Linked DNA regions of Siniperca chuatsi: region 1 is linked to region 2. A link is a contact called in public Hi-C data. All regions are on one chromosome and are shown on one strand. Each heading gives the region's core, a stretch centred on a gene start, on an enhancer-like site or on the middle of the called end of the contact. The rest is flanking DNA. Distances are from core to core; before and after follow the strand shown.

Region 1 (5,176 bases), core at 158-2,657, 170 kb before region 2:
GTTTTCACAGGCTGTGCTTTCAGTGGAAATGTAAATGAATTCATCATATTTAATATTTGATGTCAGATCTACAAGGTCCGTGTACATTCTGGCAGTTCGTTTTTTCATTTTAAACCAAAAACTGATAAACAGAGCTGTTTTTCCTTTTTTGTTGTCAGAATCAAAAAATGAAAAACGAGAACCAAATTCAAATAACGGCCCAATTTAGGTTTTTGCATATTCCTTTTTTCGTTTTTCCTTTTGAAGAAAGACATGAAGAAAAGCAAGACAGCTGACCCAGAAGTAAAAGTAAATATATCAAAATAAAAGCCAAGAGGATAGAATGGCCATTCTATAAAAGTGCCTGTTCATCTTATGTCACGTTTAGCAGACTTTGGGGGAAAATGCAGATGTGTCCTTGAGATCGATCGATCGATCGATCGATCGATCGATCTATCTATCTATCTATCTATCTATCTATCTATCTATCTATCTATCTATCTATCTATCTATCTATCTATCTATCTATCTATCTATCTATCTATCTATCTATCTATCTATCTATCTATCTATCTATCTATCTATCTATCTATCTATCTATCTATCTATCTATCTATCTATCTATCTAACCATACTTTCTTTAATCTGTCTCTTATAACTCACCCAACTTTATGGAATTGCAATGCTAAATAGCTAGAGTACCCCTTTAAGTTGATGATTATTTGTCCTCTTAATTTGGGTCCTCTAAAATTGGGGGTCTACAGACTTTCCAGTCCATGAAGGGGCTCTGGCATAGATACAGCAGTCATGGAAAACTCACAGAATGTTACTTTGCTTTTTTCTTTTTCTTTATTCTGTCCCAACACAGGTGAATGTAGGCAAGATGGATTCTCCCATAGAGAAGTGGAATCTTATCATAGGCAACCTGGCACTGAAGCAGGTAATCACACACACACACACACACACACAGTTGCTGCCTTGAACTATCTATTCATGTACAGCCAACATTCATTAAAAATGAATCAGTACTACAATGATTGTTTGTTTAGCTTCTACACAAATATGGATGATAAAATGTTAATTTTAATGCAGTTTTTAGAGGAACCTTTACTGATTTGGGTTCCATATAGTACCATGAAAAAACCAAATTTAATTATTTGTAACATAGGCACATCTACATACTGTCATGTTTATGTAATGCTATGGATGTTATATGGTATGTTATGTTCTTGATACACATTACCACTACCAATGGTGGTGTTTGGTTGGACACAGGTGGGGGTTCACTCAGACTGTTCTATTGATCTCTGTCTGTGTAGTAAGACTGAGTACAGGCTCTGGCAATCATCTACCCACACACTGATAAACACACCATGCAACACCATAGTGTTTTCATGACCTTTTTGTCCAATATGTTATGCATAACATCTGTCAGCAGGGCGTGTTATGGAATGGAATGGAAAAATCTACCTGGACATGATATAGATTTCAGTATTTCATGTTTATATAGCATTACCTACCAAAAGTAACCCTTTTACTAATCTTTTACGCACCGTTGGCCTGTTTTCACACACATGGTAGTGTTTGTTTACTCAAATCAATAAAACAGCACTATAGTAAATCCCCCTGCCTCTCTCCTCCAGGTTCAGGCCACTGTGGTGGGTTTCCTGGCTGCTATAGCAGCCGTGGTTCTTGGCTGGATCCCGGAGGGGAAGTTCCAGATGAGCCACGCTGTGCTGCTCTGCTCCAGCAGCGTGGCCACAGCCTTCATAGCCTCCCTGCTGCAGGGTAAACACACACGCACACATGCACACACACATACATACTGCATACAGACAGCTGAGTGCCACAGTTTAAAATAAACTGTTAATACTGTCACTCTGGAGAAGCTGTGTCACTTCTGTCCTCTTCACAGACAGTCTTTGTAACTAATCTCACATGCATTTAAAAAAAAGTTAGGATTACAAAAACACTTATTTTTTGCTGACAGACTGTGCGGATAATGTCTGAAAGTCAGCTGTAATGTGATGACCGTTAGTGCTCCACCCTTCTTGTGTCATGTTCAGGTATCATCATGGTGGGTGTAATTGTGGGTTCAAAGAAGACGGGCATCAACCCAGACAACGTAGCCACACCAATTGCCGCCAGTTTTGGTGACCTCATAACCTTGGCGATCCTGGCCTGGATAAGCCAGGGCCTCTACAAGTGCCTGGGTAGGTGAACAGCTACTAACTTTAGAAGACTGCTACAGTCACAGGCAAGATATATGACTACATCAGGAGTGGCAGGTGATTTTACTGATGAGTCCTTCTCCTCTTTTGCTCCACTCTGAAGGAGTGCCATCAGTAGGTGAAATCTTGGTTGGAATGACAACCAAACCTGATGGTTCTCTGTGGCACATGATTGGCCCCCGGGCTAGATAATATAACATCATTCAGAAGATTTTAATACTTCTTACATTTTAATCATACACTTTATAGCATAATTTTTAATGCAGTGAGTATACAAGAAATCAACATTGTTTTATATTGTGTAGTGTGGAACTGAAAGAGAGAAAACAAATGCACTTGTGTGGGAAGGACAGAGCAGAAAGATCTAGAGGAAATATTTTTGTGACGTGTTTTGATTTTTTTTGTTTTTTTAAAGTTACATAATTCCCTGAGATACATGCAGCTTTTAACTGTATTTGAAAATAATTTATGACCTAACCAGGGTGATTTTTGAGCAGAAAATGTGTCAATATTAAGGTTGACACTGCATGACACCACTGATTTTACTGAGTTCATTATCTTTCCAACATCCGTAGTCCCATCAGTCAGTGAGCAGCAAGTATGGGGATGCTTGGTGTCACTTGATTTTTCACTGGAAAGAAGTAAGTTATCACATTACTGATAACAATGCATTGTATACGTAGAGTGTGCATGTGAGTCCAGTAACCAAAACGTCAGACTGAATCATGTTATCAGGTGGAATTCATTGTTCATCTTCAGGATTAGTCATGAGAAATGTGATCCTTGCTCGTTTTTGTTTTCAGCAGCAGATGTGGTTTAGGGTGCTTTAACACCCAACTTGTTAAGTTAAAAACAAACACTGATGTGTTTGCCCATTTAGCTGGTGTGAAAGTTGTCATTTAAGCTGCGGTGGAGACCATACAACTGGATCGAGACCACCTGAAAAGGTGGGTTGGATGAAATTCCAATAGAGGTGTGTTGTGTTGTGGTGGGAACTATGAATGAAACGTAGCGACCACACAGTAACTATCCCCTCGTAATATTACAGTACCAAATGCCTCTTTCTGGACTTCCTGGTCCATCTTCTCTCAGTTAGAAATGGTTGTGAACCTCAGATTTTTGCTTCTTAGGAAAGTCAACACACTGCGGCCAGTCAGCCAGTAGAGGTCCCTCCTCCCTCACACTGTAGCAGCGCTGCTCTCCAGTTGCAGAACACAGTTTCTTTTCCTCCCACCACACATTCCTCATGTTTAATTCATGTCGCACCCAGACCTATGTTGCACCGCCTTGTATTACTTAATACAGCAAACACTTGAAGCGGTTGGAAAGCGTCTCATACTAACTAACCCCGTCAAGTCTGATTGTATGACATAGATGTTCACCACTATGAAAGGAACAATTTAGCGCTGTGAGCTAAATGTATTAAACACACTTTCTATTTCATATTTCCATGGCAGGGCAGTGCAGTGCAGTGAGGCCGTCTGGCTGTGTCACTCTCAGAACAGTGGCTCTGTTGTTCTTGAGCCCAGCCACGCTGACACTTTCCTGCTAAATTGGAACTGATGGTCAGTTTACTCTCAACTAAACTTAAATCACATGATTATTTATTCAGATACAAACTTAATGCTTCTAATTTTGCGGCAAACCAGCTGAGTAGAGATGAGACGCTGGCGAGACATAGTAGCTACAGGAGCCAGGTGGAGTCCAGTCAGGTTTATTTATGAAGTGCTTTTAACAAACAGGATTGTTGAGTGCTTTAGTGAGAGGGCTCAACAATAGATAAAAGCAGGGATAATGAGAGCATGAGATGGAGCACAAACACCAAGAAATGGGGCCAGAGCTGGTAAGCATGCACAATATGTGTGTGTGTGTGGATGTGGCAACATTGGGCCATTTCAAGACAGTCCACAAGACAATTGAATCCATTGAGTTAAATTAATAAATCAGGTTGGGACTAGACTCACATACTGAGACACTGGCTGCATTTGTACCTGCAGAATGGGAGTCATATATAAGTCTAACATCACACTATTATGACAAATTGCCCACAATAACAAAGAAAGAGGACATTATCTTCGAGATATTTTAGTATTTTTTATTCAACACATCATTATGTGCAGCTATAAACTGGCAGAAGGCTGTGCCTGAAAAGTGCCAGACAGCACAACAGCTCCAGAGTTAAAATGTCTGGATTAAAGTATGTGTGCTAATATATTTAACAGACATCTTAAAGTAGCAATTTTTGACAAAAATAGCATATAGAGTTGCAAAGTAGTTTCTGGTATTTTTAACAGGTTGATGAGAGCGCCAAAGGTGGACCAAAACAGTAAAGTTGTGGGCCGTAAAATCAAAACAATGAGCTGAAAGATCTTATCAACCTCTACAGAGCTGACAGGAACTGCAGAGTCTGGTGATAATTTATCCGTCGGTTTGTCGCTATTAGTGACCCCTTTCACATAACCTGTAGTCATCTGACCCATCGTTTATATACAAATATTGATTAGTGCTTTAAGCTTAGTGATTGGATGTTTCTTACCAAAATGCATCTTGAGAATCGTAGTTGACATCTTACCGTACATCTCCATGGACACATACTTATGCCTTTGACTTTTTATCAAAGAACCTGATATTTTCTAACTCAGTTGCTCATCTTTTGTATTGACGATTCAACCAGTAGGGTTTTATGCCCTTCAAAGTGCTCCACACTCAGTCATCTAACATTGTCTATGTAGAAAAATGAATGGGACTTCACGAGTCCTGAAATAACTCTTACTGTGTGAAATGGAAAATACACACAAGCAATAATTACCACTGCCGTGAAGAAAGTAATTTTAATTTTCTGTCCCTACCCATTCAAGTAACCTCTTCAACACATACATGATCCAAGTTGGACCCTGACTGGTTCTTAGTTTGTGTAATCCTGTTTCAGATGCATGGTTAACCCTCTGATTGAACAGGATTCCTTG
Region 2 (5,635 bases), core at 1,461-3,960:
AGGTGCTTGCAGCACTGAAAATTCAACATCTCTTTCCAGGAACAGTGTCCGCCTTCCTCTGGATAATTCATACTGCAGAACATGCGCTCAACAGTATTCATGGGGCGTACGATTTGTTAGAGAGTAGATCCAAAGAAAACCGGAGAATTCAAATGTCATCGTTTGAATGCTGTGAGCTCCATGAAATTCCATTCACCTTGATTTAATTGGGTTGCAATCAGAAATCTCAGAGACAGATGCTTTATCTCCAAACCTCAGCAGATAAAACTTGCTACTAAATTTGTAATTTGAGTGAACTGATCCTTTAACCCTAACGTTGTGTTCGGGGGCCTGTTTAACTGACCCCGAATAGAAGTAATGCCTCTGTCTGGGAAAACATACTGTACAATGCTTTGTCTGTGAAGGACAAAAGAAAATTTTTTTCATATATAGCCCATGTAACATAAAGCATGAAATATTTCCTGATTCGGTGTAATAGCAATGCTTTGTGCTCATTTCTGCATTCGTCGCCTTCATCAAACGTGCAAGCCCAGTTTGTGGCAAAGGCAAGGGTCACCACCTTTCTACATACTGGGCTTTATAAAGGTCAGAAGAAAAGAAAAAATAGAACCAAAGGGGGAAATGGTTGATTTTGCAATTATTTTTATCATTTTTACACATACAGCAGTGGGGTCTGCAGTAAAGCCAATGTCAACTATACAAAAGGGGTGCATGTGGTCCAGGTATTGAGCTGTTTAGCAGTTGCTGACATGCAAAAGTTTTGGTAACCTCTGATCTCTCCGTTTCCAAACATTGATTCAGTAATTCAATTATATTCTTGGATAGTGAAAAGAGTGAAAAAAGTTAATATTACAGTGCAGTCATACCGCGGCCATTTAAATCATTATAGGCCCCCTGAGGTGATGTATAATGGTGATTTTCTTTGTGGGGATTAGAAATATCAATTGTCCATCGCTGCCAGCAGCAGCACCGGTGACTCACACAGAGCCGCTGGATCTCCAGACAAATGGCTCCTGAGGAGAGCTGTGACAGCCGTCTGCTGTGGCTTCTGTGTGGACGCTGCTCCTGGACGCTCCTGCTCTCTGGTGTAGCCCACGTCTCACCCCTCCTTTATCCCGGCAGCCCCATCACTCAGACACAGCAGGGATTCCTCTGTAAGGTCTCCCTTCCCTCTGCTTCCACATCATTACCCACAGACTGACAGGCCTGTGTAGTCTCCAGACCCGTTACCTGACCAATGGACGCCAGAGCATTGATCCTCCAAGAGCTCTCGATTTTAGATGGATACTGCAACCTCAAGTATCAAAGGAGTATTAAAGATGTAGAAATGCCATAAAGCATGATACAGACAATCTAACATCAGCCGCTGGGCCTCGCAGACACACTGCCTCCAACAGTAACATTATGGGATTATCATTTGTGCTTGGGAATGATTCAGTTTCTGTTCATGGAAAGCAAATGCCCAGAAAGATAGTGGTCTTCAGCAGCGGACAGTAAACCTGTTGTGCTGAAGGCTCGGTGCGCTCCTCCTCTGCGCGTCTGAGCGCAGGGTTCACTGGTTTCTGGCGCACGCAGAGGCTGCTGCACGAATACCACGTCCATCAGGGGCGTTGATTCGTTAAAACGGAGGTTTGGTAAAGCAACAGATCAGATCTCCCAGTCTGAGAGGATTGACTTTATTGTGTGAGAAATTATGAAACGGGTCTCTGGACGTCGGTTTGAAATGCTCCCTGCTAAAGATGCTTTATTTTTAGATATGGACTCCAGATAGAGTGTTCCATTAGAGCATGGTCTTTGCTCTCGATCAAGCTGGTAAGACCATGTATCTGGATCAAATTGGGATTCGCTTCAGACTGCAAGTGCCCACGTTGCCAAACCCCACTACCGCGCGTGCACCGATTCCCATCGTCATGTTTCTGTAGACAAAAAGCCTCCCATGCCAGCTCCGTGCCACTTGTCAGCTAGGGGGCGAACAGCTCACATCCAATCACACCCAAACGCACAAACCCACACTTCCCCCCGAGAAAGAACCGCTCAACAAAGCCGGACAACCGCACAACAAGACCATCAATCCGGAGTCTTGGAACTGTGACACATAAAAGATTGATTTCAGACAGTGAGCTCCTGCCGGATGATTTACGCGTTCGCGCGGCACAAGTATCAATTATTGATCTGCTGCGTTACTGTACAGCCTGGACAAATCGATGTGTCAACATGCCAGGAGGCTGCCAGACAAGATGCCATACATCAGAATACACACACACACACACACACACACACAGCCGTACACACACATCCGAGAGAGGAGAGAGGAGGGAGATCCTACCTGGTTGGAACATACTTTGGAAATAAAAGATGACCAGAATAAAGGATCCCAAACAGGTGGCAAATACCATCCGGCATATCCTGCTCATCCTCATCAGCTCGCTCAGAGTCTGTTTCATGACGGGCGGAGAGGCTGGGGGTGCTGCTCGCGCTGTGGGGGGAATGAAGGGCCGGTTTGTTGGAATCTCCGGGGCTCTGGTGGTACTGATGAGGATTGTCTGCCGGTCAATGAGCTGAACCCATCCAAGACGGAGCGTACCACTGCTGGGCTGCTGCAGGGGTGGGGGAGGGCAGGGACAGCGTGGTGGCACCCCCGCTCGGAGGAAATGAGCGCGTCCAGCTGTAGCTTCTGTTCAAGAGCCTCACATTAAAACCTGCTGTGGAGCCTCTTGCATTAGGTGGCAGCCACAGGACCACAGTAGTGTTTCTGGAAGACACACATATCACAAATAAAAAAGCTAAAACAGCTGCCATGTTTTCAGTCGGTGGAATGGGATGAGCTGTTGTATTGTTCAAGAGTTTCTACTCTCCTGGTCACCTACAGTATAATTTAAGGTCTTTCTTTCATTATGTCCACCCTCCTATTTGTCACCCAGTACACCAGAGGCAGAGGCTGTTAGACGCTTTTGTGAGAATATTGCAGAGCGTGTCTCAGCAGTTGCAGGAGCAGTCTTGGCAGTGGTGCAGCTTCGAGGTTGCCTTCTCCTACTTTACTGTACTGGAGAACAGTGGTAGATCATTCACATCCTTTGGCAATCTAACAGTGTAAACTACCAGATCACAAACATGCCTTCAGAAGCTGCACTGAGAAACTGACTTAAGTAAAAGTACACAAGCAAAAGAAAAAGTGCTTATTATGCAGAATGCATTGGATCATTATTACTGATGCAGCCATGTGTAAGTAACATTCTACAGCCAGTTTGAACTACTCTGCATAAGCTACAGTTGGATAGTTAAATCTATAGCAATGTATAACTATAACATATGTATTCATATATTTTGTTGTCAGATAAATGTAGTGGAAGTTCAATACTGGCCTCTGAAGTATAAAGTGACTTCAAAGTGTTGGTGGAAAGCAACATTTCCTCAAGTACTGTGCTTAAACACAGTTCGGGGGTACGTGTGTTTAATTGAGTATTTTCATTTTCTGCTACTTAATGCTTTGACTCCACTACAGTTCAGAGGCAACCATTATACTTTTTACTCCACTACGTTTGTTTGCTAACTTTAGTTACTAGTTACTTTGCAGATTCAGATTAATAATAGAAAATATCATCCACAAATAGGTGATGTTGTGTTATTATAGATTACGATAAAATAGGCCTAACCCTAACCTGGGGGAAATTTACAAGTTATCCAGCTGTATATAAAGTAATCCAAATGAGCTCCACCTTTACCAGCTGCAACATTAAAGTGATGTACACATATTTGCACCAATAATGGTATAATCCAATAAAATAATATATATTATTCTGAAATGGGCCTGCATCATGAGTACTTTTACTGTTGGCACTTCTATATATTTTGATGCTAATATTTCTACTGAAGTAAAATTGTGAACTCAGGGCTTTCACCTGTACCACTGAGTACAAGTACCTCAAAACTGTAGTAAAAGCAAACAGATTCCACCACTTTTGAGTATGCACATGAAATGCTTCTTTATACTTCTACAAATTAAGATTTTACATACAAAACATATGATGAGCTTATAAAACATGATGCATCATTATAGATTAAAATCCCCAACAGTAATATGATAGTACCAGTTATAGTAATTGCACTAATACCAGTGGTTGCATTAGTGGTAGACCTATCTGTAGTAGTTGTAGTTAAAGTAGTAGAAGACATTTTATTGGTGCAGCTCGCAGTACAACAGTAAAAGCAGTAGAACTAATAGTAGCAGTATTATCAGTAATAGTAGTTGCAGACATTAGTAGCAGAATCAGTATTACTGCACTAAGGTTTTTCAACCCACACATCTTTGTATCCGTTTTATTTTTCTTTCCCTCCATGACACAACACAGTTAGTATTGCTTCATGTACCTATTCCACAAACAGCTACAGTGCCATCTAGTGGTATAAGAGCATGCACTGCACAGGGGTCAGCTGAAGCTTCTGAACACTGTCCAAGACAAGCAGGCAGTGATAGACACAGCAGACCTTTATGCAGCATCTTAACCTTGCTGTGAGACCTGCACAAAGTCATAGAAGCTGCTTGGCTTTGATCAGATTATGCTCTAATGGCATTTTCAGGCACATGCCAAAATATACACTCCTGTGCACTTTTTCTAATTAGGCTGTCTGTCTTCAATAAACAAGCTGGTCCGTCAGGGAGAGAATCAAAAGGTGGTCTGGAGGATAGCCTCGTAAAATGTGCATCTAATTGCTGCAATGTTCAGCGAGCAACAGCACAATGCGCAGCAGTACAGGCCATTAACATGGAAGGGATGGGAACCTCTGTACTTGTGACAAGCTGCAAGACACCAAGAGAATTAAAATGACGCCCTTGCACGGGGGCACACCCATGTTGTACGCTCACAGATGTACATCTTTTAATTTAAATGCAGAGTGTAGAGCTAAGGTTGCGGGGAAAAGAGGGTCAGCGGCATGCTTTTAAGAAATATCTGCACTCCGGACCCTGCATTCCTTTGTATGAGACACTTCACTTAATGATGTGCATGAATATTCAACAGTTGTTTTAAGATAGTCGCTATTCTCAGAGAGAGAATATAAAAGAGGAAAAGCAAGAGGAAAAGCAAACAAGGGAGCGCAGGGAACTTTGGCCTAATGTCTCAATAAAGACACCATATGCATCAATTAAAGCGAGAGCATTCGCCGATAAGCACTATTAATTTGGGTAATTCCATAATCCCTGTCTAGTTCATTACATGAAATTAAGGCTGTAAAACCCCTGAGGCCTGTGCCATAGTAATAAAAACACAGAGTATAAGCCTGAGCATTTACTCCATGTAAATGCATCAAATCCCAGAGTCTTATCACACTCCTGCAACCTTTAAAAACTCAGCTATATTAAAGCTTACAGAGGCTTTCAGAGGCAGAACCTTAGGGAGCATCTTATATTCTTTAAAGTGGAGAGCCATGAAAATACATCAACAGTACTGTATATTTCAAAGTTATACTTGAAGCAAACAGTTCATAAAAAATGCAAACAAACCTAAAAAGCAGCACGGACACAACTGCAGTTTACTACACACAAAACAAGAAGTGTGTCAGCAGCATAGACTGTAGAAAACATGGACGTCCCCCACAGGTTTCTGAAGAGCCAAATAGTGAAGCTCAGTGTGTTGGC

What was found. Hi-C and Micro-C count contacts between places; a contact is called where the count stands out from the background.
Region 1: a contact with region 2 is called in a Hi-C map of skeletal muscle, with 5 times the contacts expected there. The contact joins the enhancer-like site here to the promoter of chst11 in region 2. A contact is called at or near these places in 2 of 3 Hi-C or Micro-C datasets (skeletal muscle and an unstated tissue).

The regions. Positions count from the first base shown.
Region 1 is chrLG23:20,130,097-20,135,272 of ASM2008510v1, reverse strand. It overlaps slc41a2b (solute carrier family 41 member 2), which reads left to right. Exons shown (of 11, transcript XM_044185371.1): 4 at 848-919; 5 at 1,623-1,767; 6 at 2,046-2,192. Among protein-coding and RNA genes, the nearest start is that of nopchap1, 9.4 kb to the left of the region's middle. Within about 2 kb of position 1,407, the one cell type or tissue checked has an H3K27ac peak away from gene starts, as active enhancers do.
Region 2 is chrLG23:19,959,882-19,965,516 of ASM2008510v1, reverse strand. It overlaps chst11 (carbohydrate sulfotransferase 11), which reads right to left and starts at 2,710. Exons shown (of 4, transcript XM_044186545.1): 1 at 2,342-2,710. The coding sequence starts at 2,444.